Linked DNA regions of Mus musculus: all the other regions are linked to region 1. The links are chromatin contacts, called in public Hi-C and promoter capture Hi-C maps. All regions are on one chromosome and are shown on one strand. Each heading gives the region's core, a stretch centred on a gene start, on an enhancer-like site or on the middle of the called end of the contact. The rest is flanking DNA. Distances are from core to core; before and after follow the strand shown. Region 1 holds the start of Pgls (6-phosphogluconolactonase). Region 2 holds the start of 1700020G03Rik (a long non-coding RNA gene). Region 3 holds the start of Ell (elongation factor RNA polymerase II).

Region 1 (4,536 bases), core at 667-3,166:
ATGCCCTCTTTCCTCTCTTGTTCCTCACCACCTGTGGCAAGTCAGAGAGTTGGCCCTAGGTCATGAGAGTGGGAGAACTGGCCATGTCCCTCACCAGCTGAAGCATTCAGGAGAGTAGGCCCTATACCTACATTGGGCAGCATAGTACACCCTGGTTGCAGGGTTTGCTGGTGAGCTGTCCCCAAGGGTGTGAGAACCCCAGTGGGCTGACCAGCTCAGATACCTCTCAGGCCAAGACCCAGGGCTTTGAATTGACCCACCCCAACATCTACCCCACTGATGAACTACTGGGGTACATGAAGGGACCAGTCCTACATATCCAAAAGTACAATGACCTCTATGACACAGGGCAACAACAGGATATCCAAGACAGTCCCATTGACGGTTCAGTATTGATAGTGTAGCAGTAGCCAGAGACCTTGTAGCAGACCAAGTCATTGCAATGAACATTTGCAAGCAAAGAAGTGTGAACATCAGGTTATACTGTGGGACACACTGACACACTACAGCTTCCATGAGCATTTTCTCTACTGGGAGGGTGACAAGGGTGTGGGAAGTTATGAGCTGAAGGGGGGCGGTGAGAGAGGTTAGGGGGCATGATGTTAAATTCACAAACGATAAAAGGTTTTAAAATGTGTTCAAAGGCACATGCCTTTAATCCCAGCACTTGGGAAGGAGAGGCAGGCAGGTCTCTGTGAGTTGGAGGACAGCCTGGTCCACAGAGTTCCAGGACAGTCAGGGCAGCAGCAGCAGCAGCAGCATGTCTTGAATAACAACAAAGTTCTTGCAGTGTTTCACACTGTATAACTTGCCACTTGCAGCCTCACATGGGCACTCAGAAAGGCTGTAGGTTTAGGATTGGGGTCCAGCCAATGGTCTAGCCTGGGCTTAGCATGCAGAAGGCCCTGGGTTCAGTACCGACACAGTGACTGACTGCTTGGATTTTGGAGCTCTCTCGAGTTCAGGAGGGTGCAGTGGCTCAGGGGTTAAGATCACCGGTTCGGCTTTTTACCCTCCTTCCACACAGAGGACCACAACCATCTAACAGTTCCAGGGCATCCCATGCCCTCTCCTGGCCTCTGCATGCACTTGGTTCAAAGATATACATGCGGGAGAAAATTAAGAGAGAGGAACCAGAGGGGGTTTAATTGGGTCTTTGTGGTGGAAACAGCTGTCACCTTCTGACTGATCTACTTGGGTCAAGGCTCTTAACAGTCCTAAAGGTTCTGTATTTTCCTAAAATAGCACGGGCGACTGGGAGCCACCGGCTCAAGCACAAGAACCGGGGCAGTTTCACATTCAAATGCAGATGTTCAACTGTCGTGTGGCGGTTGTCTTGAGGAATCCTCTTTCTGCCGCAGACAGCTGTGAGCAGAAGACCTTACAAACTGCCGCATCCGCTGGAGTAACAGAGAAGGGGCGACTGGCCGAGATAGGCGAATGTGGGGAGAGCCGTGCAGGCATGGGGACGTCACAGCCTCTAACTCCCGGCTAGCCTCCTGTCCTTGCCACCTGAGAGCTTACTGACCTTATCACGCTGCAGCTGGCGCACTCTGTGCTTCCGACCGCACCCTGAAAAACGCTCAAGAGTGCTGTGGCACTCCGGTCACCCCAGCACTCCAATCAAGAACGATCAGGAGCGTGAGGCCAGTCGGAGCTACTAGACTCCAGCTTAAAAACTAAATAAAATGCGAGAAACCGGGCCAGCAAGGCGTGTCTCGCCCAGGGAAGCGCCGGGGACTGCCCGCCCACTACCCACCTCAAAGCCCTGCGGAGCACTGCGGTTTCGGGAACCACCCGCTAGCCCGGCCCCGGCGACGCTTCTTTTGTGCAACTGCACATGCGCCACGACCTTGGCTCAAAGTGCTCGGACCCATGGCAGCGCGGCCGTCGCGCAGGCGCACTGGCGTACTGGCCTCTGCCGGGAGCGCCGCCGCCTCCCCACCGCCATGGCAGCACCCGCGCCCAGTCTCATCTCGGTCTTCTCCAGCCCGCAAGAGCTGGGCGCGTCGCTGGCGCAGCTGGTGGCGCAGCGGGCCGCGAGCTGCCTGGAAGGGGACCGTGGCCGCTTCGCGCTTGGTCTGTCAGGCGGCAGCCTGGTCTCCATGCTAGCCCGAGACCTGCCCGCCGCCGCCGCTCCCGCTGGACCAGCCAGCTTTGCGCGCTGGACGCTCGGCTTCTGCGACGAGCGCCTCGTGCCCTTCGACCACGCCGAGAGCACGTACGGCCTCTACCGGGTGAGCGCTGCGGGGGCGCGCACCGTACGGGCTACGGGGGCCGCCGTGGGCCACGCCGAGCTGGCTCAGCCTACCGTGGAAACTCAAGATACAAGGGCCGCCGTGGGCCACGCGGAGTCGGCTCAGTCCGCCGAGGAAGCGCGGGCCACGCCGAACTGGCTCAGCCTGCCTAGGAAACGCAAGGATCTGCTTCAACGCCTACCCGCGGGCTCCGGGCCCCACGGGGTCTTGCTGGATGCGCAGTGATGTCCATCCAAGTGCAGCCTGACGGGCCTCCGTCCCCCGTATCTTCCTAAGGGCCGTACCTTGGCTGTGGGGCCTCGTGGGTCATGGCTGTTTGTGCACTCAGCCTGCCTCTAGTGTCCAGGGTGTGTTGGGTCTCAGTTTTCTTTAACAAGAGCCGTTGGCCATCGCCTCCCAGCAGCCTGGGGTATGATGGCCACAAGGCGCCCTATAGGTTACAGAGGTCCCTGCGTCACACACAGGGAAACTGAGGCATGGAGGATTGAGCTCTGAGCACACTTGGATGACTGCCACCACCTCCTAGGGGAAGCTGGTCCAGTGTCATGGGTCTGAAGCAGGGGAGGAAGGGCCATTACACTTACTTACAGGTGGGGAAACAGAAGATTCATGTCGCCTTGACCCTCATCTAGGGACCTGAAACTGCACCACTTTGAACACGATGCCTGCCCAAGAACTTCACTGAACTGGCTGTGTGTACTAGCACAAGGCTCAGTTGGTAGGGTACTTGTAGCTCAGTTGATATTGTGCTTGCCTAGAATGCTTAAGGTCCAGGCTTCATTTCCAGTGTCATATAAACCAGGAATGATGGTGCACCCCTGTCTTCCCAGCAATGAGGAAGTAGAGGCTGGAGGATCGGGAGTTCAAGGTCATTCCCAGCTACCCAGTTCGAGGCTAGCCTGTGCAACGTGAGACTTATTTTGATGCAGCCCACTCAAGAAAAATAAAGCTAAGACCCCTAAGTAGGCCCCTCTGAGGTGACCTGGTTAACAGCTGGGTCTTTGAAGGAAGCAGGATTTCATCACCAGGAATCTGTTGACACTTTGAGCAGTAGGTGTCTTGCCCAATGGGCTGAGACAGGAGCCATGTAGAGTGGACTCAGCGGCCAGTTCTCCTTTGCCTTCCTGGCTCACCTTCCTATGGCCTTCAGTCTGGAGCCCTGTGCTCCTCTGTTCTCCAGGGTCCCCAGCGCCCTGAGCATTGTTGGTTAACAGAGTCCCCAGCACCCCCATCTCTAGGGCACAGCATCCTGGCATTCTGACATTTGCCCCCAGCCTCTCCCTGGCATTGCTCCACTGAGCTGGACTTACTCCAAGAGCCAGACATGGAGACACAGGCAGGGTGTCTAAGAGTAGATCACAGTCTTCTTCCTGGAGTTCACCTCTGTATAGTCAGGTGCCAGCTGTGTACTGGATGCAGCCAGGCTGAGTCCCTGATTGAGGGAGCCCGAGCCACTCCGAAGAGTCAGCCAGGCTGTGGAGAAGAACGCCGTGTGACTCAGGGTTCCTGGCTTTAGGCAAGTCATGTTACTCCTTGACTATCCCTTCCCCTTCTACAGACACACCTGCTCTCAAAGCTGCCCATCCCAGACAGCCAGGTCCTTACCATCAATCCTGCCCTACCTGTGGAGGATGCTGCAGAGGACTATGCCAGGAAACTGAGACAGGTGGGTCCCGGGACAGGTAGGAAAGCTGTAAAAGACTGCGGCAGAGATGACTGCTTAGGGACACAGACTGTCACCATGGTGGGGAGACTTGGGCTGGAGCCTTACATCTCAGGGACACTCATCTGCAGACCTGAGGTTCTTGTCCACTAAAATGGGAAACAAGCCCCCGGACTGGATCAGTCAGGTGTGGTAGTGCATCTGTGACCCCTAGCACTTAGGAGACTAAGGCAGGAGGCTTTTTGAGGCCTGCTTGGGCTGGAGGGTAATGCTTACCCTCAAAAAAAAAAAAAAAAAAATCCTACAGACCTCATACCATGTTGAAGCTGCCCTGTGCAGGAGTGGCCACTGTTGTGTAGGGAATGTGCTGAGCGGGCACATTCAGCAGAAGGTGGTCTAAGCTGAGATAGAACCAGATTTCAGCTTTTTTGTGTGTTACCTCTGAGCTCGCACACACTTGACCCACCATCCTTCTGTCAGGCCTTGCAAGGAGACGCTGTCCCTGTGTTTGACCTGCTGATCCTGGGAGTGGGCCCTGACGGCCATACCTGTTCGCTCTTCCCTGACCATCCCCTCCTACAGGTGAGCGTGGGGGGGGGGGCCTCCTGGCCCTGA
Region 2 (4,536 bases), core at 555-3,054, 1.1 Mb before region 1:
TTTGAGATGGGGATTTATAGGTTAGGGGGTTCACCTTCTGCTCCAGCTGGGTCTCAGGTTCAGGGATCTGGCCCCAGCACCCCTCACTGCAGGCCCGTTGCTCCGCTGCCTTCACGTAAGCTTCTGTGCAGGCTGTGGGCCACAGGATGGAGTCACTGGGAGCTGCTTCCCAGGATACCTCTGCTGCAGGCACCCCCAAAGTGCACCCAGCCCTGGAGGACTCACCTGCTTCACATTCTGTCTCTGTGGCATTGGGCCTAGAGCTCTTGGCCACAAAGCGGCAGATGGAGAAAAGCCGACAGCCACGCTCACAAGCACTGATCAGGATAGCCTTGTTATTCGGGGACTCTGAGGGACCCTCTGGCTCAGGCTGGGAAGGGAGATAAGAGACTCAGGCAAAGGTACTCGGGGAAGAAGGCTGGGGTCCCCCTAAGAATCCACGAGACTGAAGTCAGGTTTCAGAAAGCCAGGATCATCATGGGGGGAGGGGTGCCTTCTGAGAAACAGCAAGCAGCTTTCTAAGCAGGCTGGATAGTGGCCTGCACAGTGGCCTCTCCAGGATGGAGGCTGGCAGAGGGCTTCTCAGAGAGAGGCAGAGCTTGCACTTGGGAACAGCCTGGAGCAGAACTGTCTCCAAGAAGGCAGTGAGGAACGTGGGAAGAGAAGAGAGCCCATGGGGGAAGGAGGGACAGCACCAAGTAGCCTTGGACTGTGGGTGGGGTGTGCTCCAGGACCTCTCAGGTGCAGGTCTCAGCCTCCCTTTGGCATGTCCCCACTTACAGTGTTCACCCCAGGTGCCAATTGATCCCTTCCTAGAAGGAAGGGCAGTTCTGAGAGACCCCTCCCCCTTCAAGACACCCTCATTGCAGGCACCTCAGTTCCTCCCACTCCTGAAGATCCTCCATCCTGTCGCCCCACTATTTCTAGAGGACTCTCTGGCTCCCACATCTCTTTAGGGACTCTCAGAATCCCGCATCCCTCTGCCAACCTGAGGAACCCCACGTCAGCTCTTTTCTCATCCGAGGTTCCCCCATCCAGGCCCCTTCCCAGGACCCCAATCTGCACTAGCATACCAGGTACTCGCATCCCCTCTTCCATCTGAGGGTCCTACACTCAGGTCCCTCTCCTTTTCCAGTCACTGGGTTCCTGAGAGTCCATCTGTTACCTGCGCAGGAGGCGAGCCAGGGTGGTGCTGGCGACACCGCTGCTGGCACCTCTGAGTGTCCCCGAGCTGCGGAGCGAAGGGGTCACGCGCTGGGGTTGGGGTGACCAGTGACGCCAACAACAGCAGCAGCGGCAATGCTACCGCAGCCATGGCTGAAGATGCGCAGCGCGGGCCCTGGGATGCGGGACCGGGTGTTGACGTCACTGAGCGAGGCAGCCTGGGAAGGGGGGGGGGGTGTGCTGCGGCGAGCGGGGCGGGCAGGTGAATCTCTACTCCGGTCGGGGACATATTCTTGATACTCATGGTCCGGCTCTTTGACCGGACTTGGATCTGCGTGCCGGGAATGACAAAGAGGACCTGGCTAGATACGGTGACAGGCCTATCTCAGGCCACTCAGGGATGAAGGCCAAGAGCAACGGGGCAGGGAGCATCTAAGATCCTTAGTCAAGGAATTTTTTAAAAAGGGAAGAGGAGTATGGACAGGGCAATGAAAGAAGAGAGAGAGAGAGAGAGAGAGAGAGAGAGAGAGAGAGAGAGAGAGAGAGAGAGAGAGAGAGAGAGAGAGAAAGAGAGAGAGAGAGAGAGAGAGAGAGAGAGAGAGAGAGAGAGAGAGAGAGAGAGAGAGAGAGACCAAGAGGATGAGGAGGTTGAAGGCCTGGGAGGATGGAGGGGGAGGTAGAATGAGAAGAGGAAGAAAACGGAAAGTGGGGGAGGGGAGGGGTAAAAAATGGTAAGAAGGAAGGAAGACAGTTAGGGAGGAGGGGAAACAAGAGGTGTTTGAGGACCAGGAGGAGGCGGACAAAGACTTGGGAGTGGAGAGAGAGGGAGTGGAGGAGAAGGGAGGCCAGAAGGAGCGAGCAGGACCATAGAGCTGGAGCCGGGGTGGATTTGAAGCATCTGAGGGCGCGGAAACTAGCCGACCACCAGCCACAGTTGGCCTGCTTCCGGGACACTAAGACTCTAGGGGGAGGTACTCTAGGGGCAGCTGCCTCCTCCAGGAAGTCCTCGAGGAACTTCAGGGAGCAAAACTTAAGGTGGTCTCCCTCCATTTCAGTGCGGAAAAACAGACCTGAGGGAACCCATTGTCTCCCTGGGACTCGGAGGCCCCCAGCACTCTAACAAGGCCTCTGAGCCGCTCACTTTTCCCATCTGGTGGGAAAACTTGAAGCAAATAGGGACACAGTGGCTTCCGTCCTGGATTCGGAGGTCTCCACGGTTTCCTCCGTCCGGGCGCCAGGGCGCGGGCTCTGAGCCCCAGTGGCCTGCTTGGCACAGGTGCCTTGCGGCCTGCGCGTCCAGTCGCTCCGCCCCAGTAGACGAGGAGGCCGCTCGCAGGGTCGTCGGGTCACAGGGAGCCGCAGGTTCCGGTCGGGAGGAGGGGCTGGCGCGCCCGGGTCCCCGCCGGCCGTTTGCTTTCATCTCAGCGGCCGGGGCCGGCCCCCACGTGGCTTAATCAGGCGCGGCTGTGCCTGGCGGACCTGAACATCTGGATCCCGGCGCGGCCCCTCCCCCGCCCCTCCCGGGCTGGGCCTCTCTTCCACCAGCGCACCCTGGGCACGGTCCCTGTGCGCTGGGACCCCAACCGTTTCCTCAAGTCGGACGCCTTGGCATATGCCCATCATCCCAACACGCGGAAAGGCTGAGGCAGAAGAATCGGTGCGAGGTCCAGGTCAATCTGGGTTAGGACGTGAGTTCTAAGTCTGGCCCTCTATAGTGAGCGAGACCCTGTCTCAAGAAACCAAACGCAAAGCCTGTTTCCCCAATTTACAGGTGGGAAACCTGGCACCCGGACGCCTGGGCAGAGCCGGAATTCAAGTTCACACTTGTCATTTGCAGAGTCCCGGGCACTTAACCCTTCTGCAATTACGGTCCTTCATTCAATTTCAAACAAACACTCCTTTCAACAAAGATTTTCTTGCCATGACTTTTTTCTCTGACAAAAACCCTATAGGGTAGGGCTGTCCCCCTTCCAAATTAGGTCATTGGAACCCGGAATGGCACAGGGGATGGGCTTAGGTGACATGATACAGAAGAGGGCTAACAGAGGCTGCCAAGCTAGGGAGGATGGGGGCTGATGACAAGGCGGGCCTGACAGTCTCAACAAGAAAGACCGAGACAGGAGGATGGCCGAAAAATCGAGGCTAGCTTGGGCCACGTGACACCGTGTGTGTGTGTGTGTGGGGGGTCATCGTCCAGTGTAAAAAAGAACTTCCCATGACTCTTTGCAGAGAGAGAAACTGAGGCATGAGGGTTTGAGTCAGAGCGACCCAGGGCTGAAAGTAAGTTTGTTGGCTTCCAGCACCCCCTCCTTTTCCGCTCCCCGAGGCCGCTGGGGGTAAGCGGAAGAGGACTTGACCCCGGCCCCCCAGGTGAGCCCCGACGCCCCTCCTGGCGTTCCCGGGGGAGCTGGCCCAGGTGAGGGGCGGGCGGCCGGCGGGCGGCCGGGGTCGGATTTCAGGAAATCCGCCGACATTCCTTCGGGGCTTAAGAGGGAAAGTTGACTCGCCGCCGCCCCGCGTTCCCCCCCCCCTCCACTTCCTACCCCCCGGGGCGGCGCGGCGGGGGCGGGGGGCGCTGTCCGCGTGAATCAGCGGACTCCCGGCGTCCGGGAAGCAGCCACCCGGTCAGGGCAGGCCGCAGACAAGCGCCCTTTGTCCCTGGCCGCCTTCGTCACGACCCTGCTGACCCCCACCCCCAAACGGAGTCCAGCCCGGCAAGGCAGGGTGGCGCCGCTGCCTGCTGTCAAGGGAGGAGCGATGAGAGGAGGGGTGCGGTGCTTCCCCCATACGACTGGCTATCCTGGGACTCAGCAACAGTCTTTTGAGGATGCAGAGGAACAAGGACCACAGACTTGGTTGGCCCCAGAGCACCCAAATCCAGACTGGGACCTCCCCACATCCATATCTAGTACTTAAGTTGCAAAACACTATAAAATTGAGGTCTGGTGTCCCTACTGTCTAGGCTGTCCCCGGGAGAAAGGCTGGAGCACCCATAGGCCCTCAAGCAGACTCTCAATACCCCATTGCTCAGAGCGCAGCCAGGTACAGGCAGGAGGGGGAGGGCTGCTCCTGGAGGAATGGTCGGTCACAGGGAAGGGCAGGTCCCCGCTCTGCCCTTCTGAGTCCGGCAGGCTTTGATTTTTACTGGCCCTGCTGCTCTAGCAAAGCTTTAGTGGTTCACATTTGGGAATCTGAGGCTGGGGAAATTTCTCTGATTTAAACCTGCCTTGTTCCTCCACAGGAGATTCCTGGGTAAAATGTTCAGGGCTAATAAAGAGCCCTTCCACCCACCCCTTCTAACATTCCCAGCCACCTTCAATGACTTAGGTCAATATTTGTCAGAAAGTACACCATAACTACCTTCCTTTCCTA
Region 3 (4,536 bases), core at 513-3,012, 1.1 Mb before region 1:
CCGCACTATGAAATACCCACAAAGACAAGCAGATCAGAGTTGCCAGGTGACAGAGAGGGAACAGGAAAAACTGCAAATGAGGACCAGGCTTTCCTTTGATAGAAATATTCTGGAACAGTCAGTGGTGTCGGTTGTGCAACATTGAGTACGTGTTGGATGTTGCGTTAAGAGTTGTTTATTGGAAAACCAGCGCGTGACGTGTGGGATATTCATCCAGTTGTTGAACTTTTAGCATCAGACATAATCAGCACTTCATCCTGTTTCCACAGTTCTTGCCCTGGTTCTGGGGATCCCCCCTATTAGCTGGACCGGGCAAGCCCACGCCCACTTGGTTTATGTAACCACGCCCACCACAAGCCTCAACAGACGCCCACTCCGTCCTGGTGCGAGCAGGCCTGGCACTTGACCCTCTGGAGAGCTGTGCCTAGACTCCACCCAAGGAACGCGGAAAAAAAGCATAAATATCAAGCTGAAAGGCCCAAGTTCAAGTGTTAAGGGTTCATGAGTAACACATGTAGCGGCGAGGTTAGGAGCTTGGAAAGATGGAACCGTCAGCTCTTATACTTATGAGCGGGTGGGGAATAGGCCACGTCGGTCAAGCGGTCAGGGATCTTAAGTCAGTTGGGTGGGAAACCCTTGAAAATTGGTTTTTGAAACGCGGCAGCGGCAACTCCTGAATAACTCAGCTTGCCCAGCGGCTGAGGCTTCTGGGGAGGGCCTCGGGAGCTTGGGGTCTGACTATGTAGCCCAGTGCATGAACTGAAGTAGGGCAGACCCTGCGACTGCGGGGGGCGTATCAGTTGGGCGTTTGGCGGGCAAGCGGTGGTCTGGGAAAATCAGCAAGCACGGGGTGGGGGAGTGGCCACGCCTGCTTCATGAATAATACAGCAAGTCGGTAGGCGGGCTTTACGGGAGTTTGGGGGCGTGGCCAAACGCGGAGCGCTTGGGGAGCAGTTCCTCGGTGACGCAGGGTTCCATGGGCGTTTGGGGGCGTGGCATAGGGCTGGTAGAGGAGGCGGGCTTCAACGCGTGTAGGCGTGGCTAAATATGTTTCTTTAAGGTGATTTTTTTTTCACTGGGGGCGGGGTGGGCTCGCTGCATATGAGTGACCATCTAGATCTGGCTGGCAACTGCGAACAAACGTGTTCGTCGTCGCGGCCTGGCAGTCTACCAACACGTCGGAGATCACGGCCAGTTTCTCATAAATAACACACTCACGCGACAGGTCGCGAGGCTGAGAGGGCTTTGCTGGGTTTGGGATGAGGATGGGTTTCCTGCAGTCTTGGGGTCGAGGCTGCCTTCGTCTCATGAATAATGCAGGAGGAGTCGTCAGGTAGGAGGAGCCTGTCTGTGAACTGGCGCACGCGCATGGGAGTTGTTTGCAAGGGAGGGAAGTTTCTTAGAGAGCTCTGAAGAGCTGTTTTAAGGCTATGACTGGCCTCGCGAGACCCTTAGGGAGTGGCCAGTTGCGCTGTGGTTAGTTTTTGAAGGCGGGTTTGGAGCGCGCGGGAAGGCGTGGCTAACCTCTCTTCTTGAATAATACAGCAAGACTCACAGTCTCCGGTCCCGAGAGCGGGCCTGTAAGTGCTTGGGGGCGTGGCCATCTGTGCGGGCCCGAGGCAAAATGTTCCTCAGCTCTGTCAAAGAAGGCACGCGCGCCCGGAGTGGGGCGTGGCTATGCTGGCCTCATGAATAATGCAGCACGTCGGCGGGCGGCGCGGCGGGGCGGGGCGGGTCAGGCCGGCGTGCGGGCGCAGTCGCTGAGGAGGGGGGCGGGGGAGTGATGGTTGCAAGATGGCGGCGCTGAAGGAGGCTAGGAGTTACGGGTTGTCGTGTGGGCGCGTGAGCGACGGCAGCAGGGTGTCGGTGTTCCACGTGAAGCTCACCGACAGTGCTTTGAAGGCTTTTGAAAGCTACCGGGCCCACCAGGTGAGCTTTGCGGCGTCCTGGCGGGTAGGCTGCGCCGTGGGGAGACACTTGCGGGGACCTGTGGGGGACAAGGCCGCGCGTCCACACCTGGCGATACCTTGACCAGCCCCAGTGACATCCTTCAGGTTGGCTCTACTCTTGTCTCTTTTTTTAAAAATAGGTCCTTTCTATGTAGCTCAGGTTGTCCCTGAACTGACGGCCATCCTCCTGCCTTAGGTTCTTAAGTGCTGGGATGACAGGTGTGTTTGGATCCACTCATAGAAGGGGTAGTTTGACAGAAACTTACTGCCTGGCCCCAGATCCTGCCACTCTTGTAACCCTGTTTCCCTGGATATTTTGGACAAGGCTGTTGTGTTTTTCTCACCGACGGAGGTGGTTGTGTTAGCCATGGGGGCTTCCTCCCCTGGGCACTCAGCAGGAGGCAACTGTAGCCACCACACTTGGTCTCTCCATTTTCCACTCTTCATCTGGGAGAAATTCCAGGCTTTTTGGTACTGCCTCCTGGCTTGGGAGTGGGGTTAGGGATCCTGGCTGTGTCCCTCTTTCCTGTGCCTCACTCTGGGTCACACCTTGATGCCCCACCCAAGCCACGGTATCACCCTGCATCCATCCACTGAGACAGAAGTTGCAGGACCCCAGGGGAAGTGGCTTGAGGGTTCATCTTACTAAAGTGACTGGGGTGTTGAGTCTGTGTCTGGGATGTGTGTTTGCCTGTGCTGGCTCGGGGGGTGTTGACGCGGTCGAGTGAACAGAGAGTAACTAGGAAAGAATGTGGTTTTCTTCCTGCCCAGGACATGTGCTGCACCATTGGCCAAGCCAGGAATTTATTCCCCATTCAGTGATCTGGGGAGCCTACCTCTTCCTGCATGTCTTCCCTTCACTTCTTTGAGCCACTTCCTGCCCGTGCCCGGGTTTTAGTTTTTTCCTTCCTAGAACAGGTTGAATCTCTTTGGAAAAAGTCCTTCTTCCCTTGTCAAAAGGGGCAGAAAGTGCCCCTGCAGGTGAGAAGGAAGAGGTGGTGAGGATTTGGGTGGCAGCCACTGAGTGACCAGCCCAGCCACTCTTCCTGGTTAGAATTCCAACCTGTAGTCTTTCCCCTTGGGCCATTCTGACTAGTCCTGGAGAACCAGGGCTTTTCTCAGAAACAGCTGGGCCAGAGCATGAGTCACTGCTGTCAGGTGAACTTGGTACCTGGTGGCAGTCGCTGGCCCTTGCTCTGCCACCCCTACAGCCTTCTCCAGCACCGCTGTCATACTGTTATTTTTAATTTTGCTGTGCATTACATCCCCTATCGAAGCCTGGTCTTCCTCTTGTGAGGGCACTTGTGGAATTGCAGGCCACTGTGCTCGGGCCCTGAGGAAGCCAGTTGTGTCTAGCTGTTTGACTACCAACCATAAGGGACTCTGTGTCTTGTGGCTGACAGCATTCAGTTTTGGGACAGTCCAAACCTGTGTTTATCTGGAAAGCTGACAGGGCACTTACTGGCAAGGCGACTTTGGAGTGTAATCTGTGGTCAGCATCAGAGCTTCACTCTATCCTAGGCTGCTGTCAAACCCATGACTCTTGACTCTAGGTGCCAAGGTGGCAGGCAGGAACCACCACCAGCCCAGCTTCAGAGACGCATATAGTTTGTTTCTTGGGGTTGTTTTGTTTTGTTTTGTTTTTGTTTTTTTGAGACAGGGTTTCTCTGTACCACCACGGCCCGGCTCTGTTTCTTGTTTTTTAAGTAATCCTGGTTGTCCTGGATCTTGCCAGGTAGAACATACTGGTCTCTAGCTCTCGGAGATCTACCTGCCACCTTTATTAGGTTAAAGGTGTGTGCCACAGCACCTAACTTGGATTTACTCTTACTCTCTGAGTGTGGAGGGGTCTGAGCTGAGACAGTGTTAGCTCTGGTGGCAGGAGAGGACAGGTTTGGAATGGTGAACCAGGGGAAGGGACTTGGAGAAACTTGAGTAACTAGAAAGGCACTGGATATCAGCTGATGCTCACAGGGCCAGCACTACCTCTTGTCCCTGCTTTGAGTTGGTGCCACATTAAAAAGCAACCTGTCCAAGTTAGTCTCTTTTGCTTCTCCAGCAGTTAGGTCTTGAGTCTGCCCGGCACTTGCTTACCACTGAGCAGTGCCACCAGCTCTTTTATGTTTCGTATTTCTAGATGGGGTCTCTCTGTGTAGCCCTGGCTGTCTTGGAACTCGCTCTGTAGACAAGGCTGGTCTGGAACTCAGAGATCTCCCTGCCTCTACCTCTGAATGCTGGGATTAAAGTTGTATGTCACTACTTCCCAGCTACTTGCTTTCATTTATTTATTTTTTGGTTTTGTTTTTTTCGAGACAGAGTTTCTCTGTTGTTGTTGGGGTTTTGTTGTTGTTGTTGTTGTTGTTGTTGTTTTTAGATTGCTTTACCTCTTCTGTATCCCAGGCTGGTCTTGAACTCAGGACCTTCTAACCTTAACTTCCCTGTTGACTGTCAAGCCCCAGCATCATCCTATATTTTAGTTTGAATTGCCAGGAGCTTTTTCTTAGCTTCAGGTGTAGCCAGAGCAGGGCCTGGAAGGGAACGGGCTGTGGAAAGGGTCTGTGTAACCTGGTGAAGAGCTACACATGTT

The links. Promoter capture Hi-C pulls out the DNA fragments that hold promoters and counts their contacts. A called contact is a pair of places that touch in the nucleus more often than the background predicts.
Region 2: a promoter capture Hi-C map of embryonic stem cells shows a contact between it and region 1, with 2.8 times the contacts expected there. The contact joins the promoter of 1700020G03Rik here to the promoter of Pgls in region 1.
Region 3: a Hi-C map of B cells shows a contact between it and region 1, with 8 read pairs. The contact joins the promoter of Ell here to the promoter of Pgls in region 1. A contact is called at or near these places in 1 of 484 Hi-C or Micro-C datasets (B cells), 1 of 115 datasets of contacts at active chromatin or transcription factors (embryonic stem cells) and 2 of 9 other capture datasets (liver and pancreatic islet).

The regions. Positions count from the first base shown.
Region 1 is chr8:71,590,268-71,594,803 of GRCm38.p6, forward strand. It overlaps Pgls (6-phosphogluconolactonase), which reads left to right and starts at 1,917. Exons shown (of 5, transcript NM_025396.3): 1 at 1,917-2,237; 2 at 3,817-3,924; 3 at 4,402-4,503. The coding sequence starts at 1,950.
Region 2 is chr8:70,486,003-70,490,538 of GRCm38.p6, forward strand. 1700020G03Rik (a long non-coding RNA gene) reads left to right here and starts at 1,805. Exons shown (of 2, transcript XR_870493.2): 1 at 1,805-2,852; 2 at 2,936-4,536. It overlaps Tmem59l (transmembrane protein 59-like), which reads right to left and starts at 1,346. Exons shown (of 8, transcript NM_182991.3): 1 at 1,166-1,346; 2 at 226-370; 3 at 35-132. The coding sequence starts at 1,315.
Region 3 is chr8:70,537,913-70,542,448 of GRCm38.p6, forward strand. Ell (elongation factor RNA polymerase II) reads left to right here and starts at 1,763. Exons shown (of 12, transcript NM_007924.2): 1 at 1,763-1,929. The coding sequence starts at 1,795. It overlaps Gm51534 (a long non-coding RNA gene), which reads right to left and starts at 1,617. Exons shown (of 2, transcript XR_003947400.1): 1 at 1,556-1,617.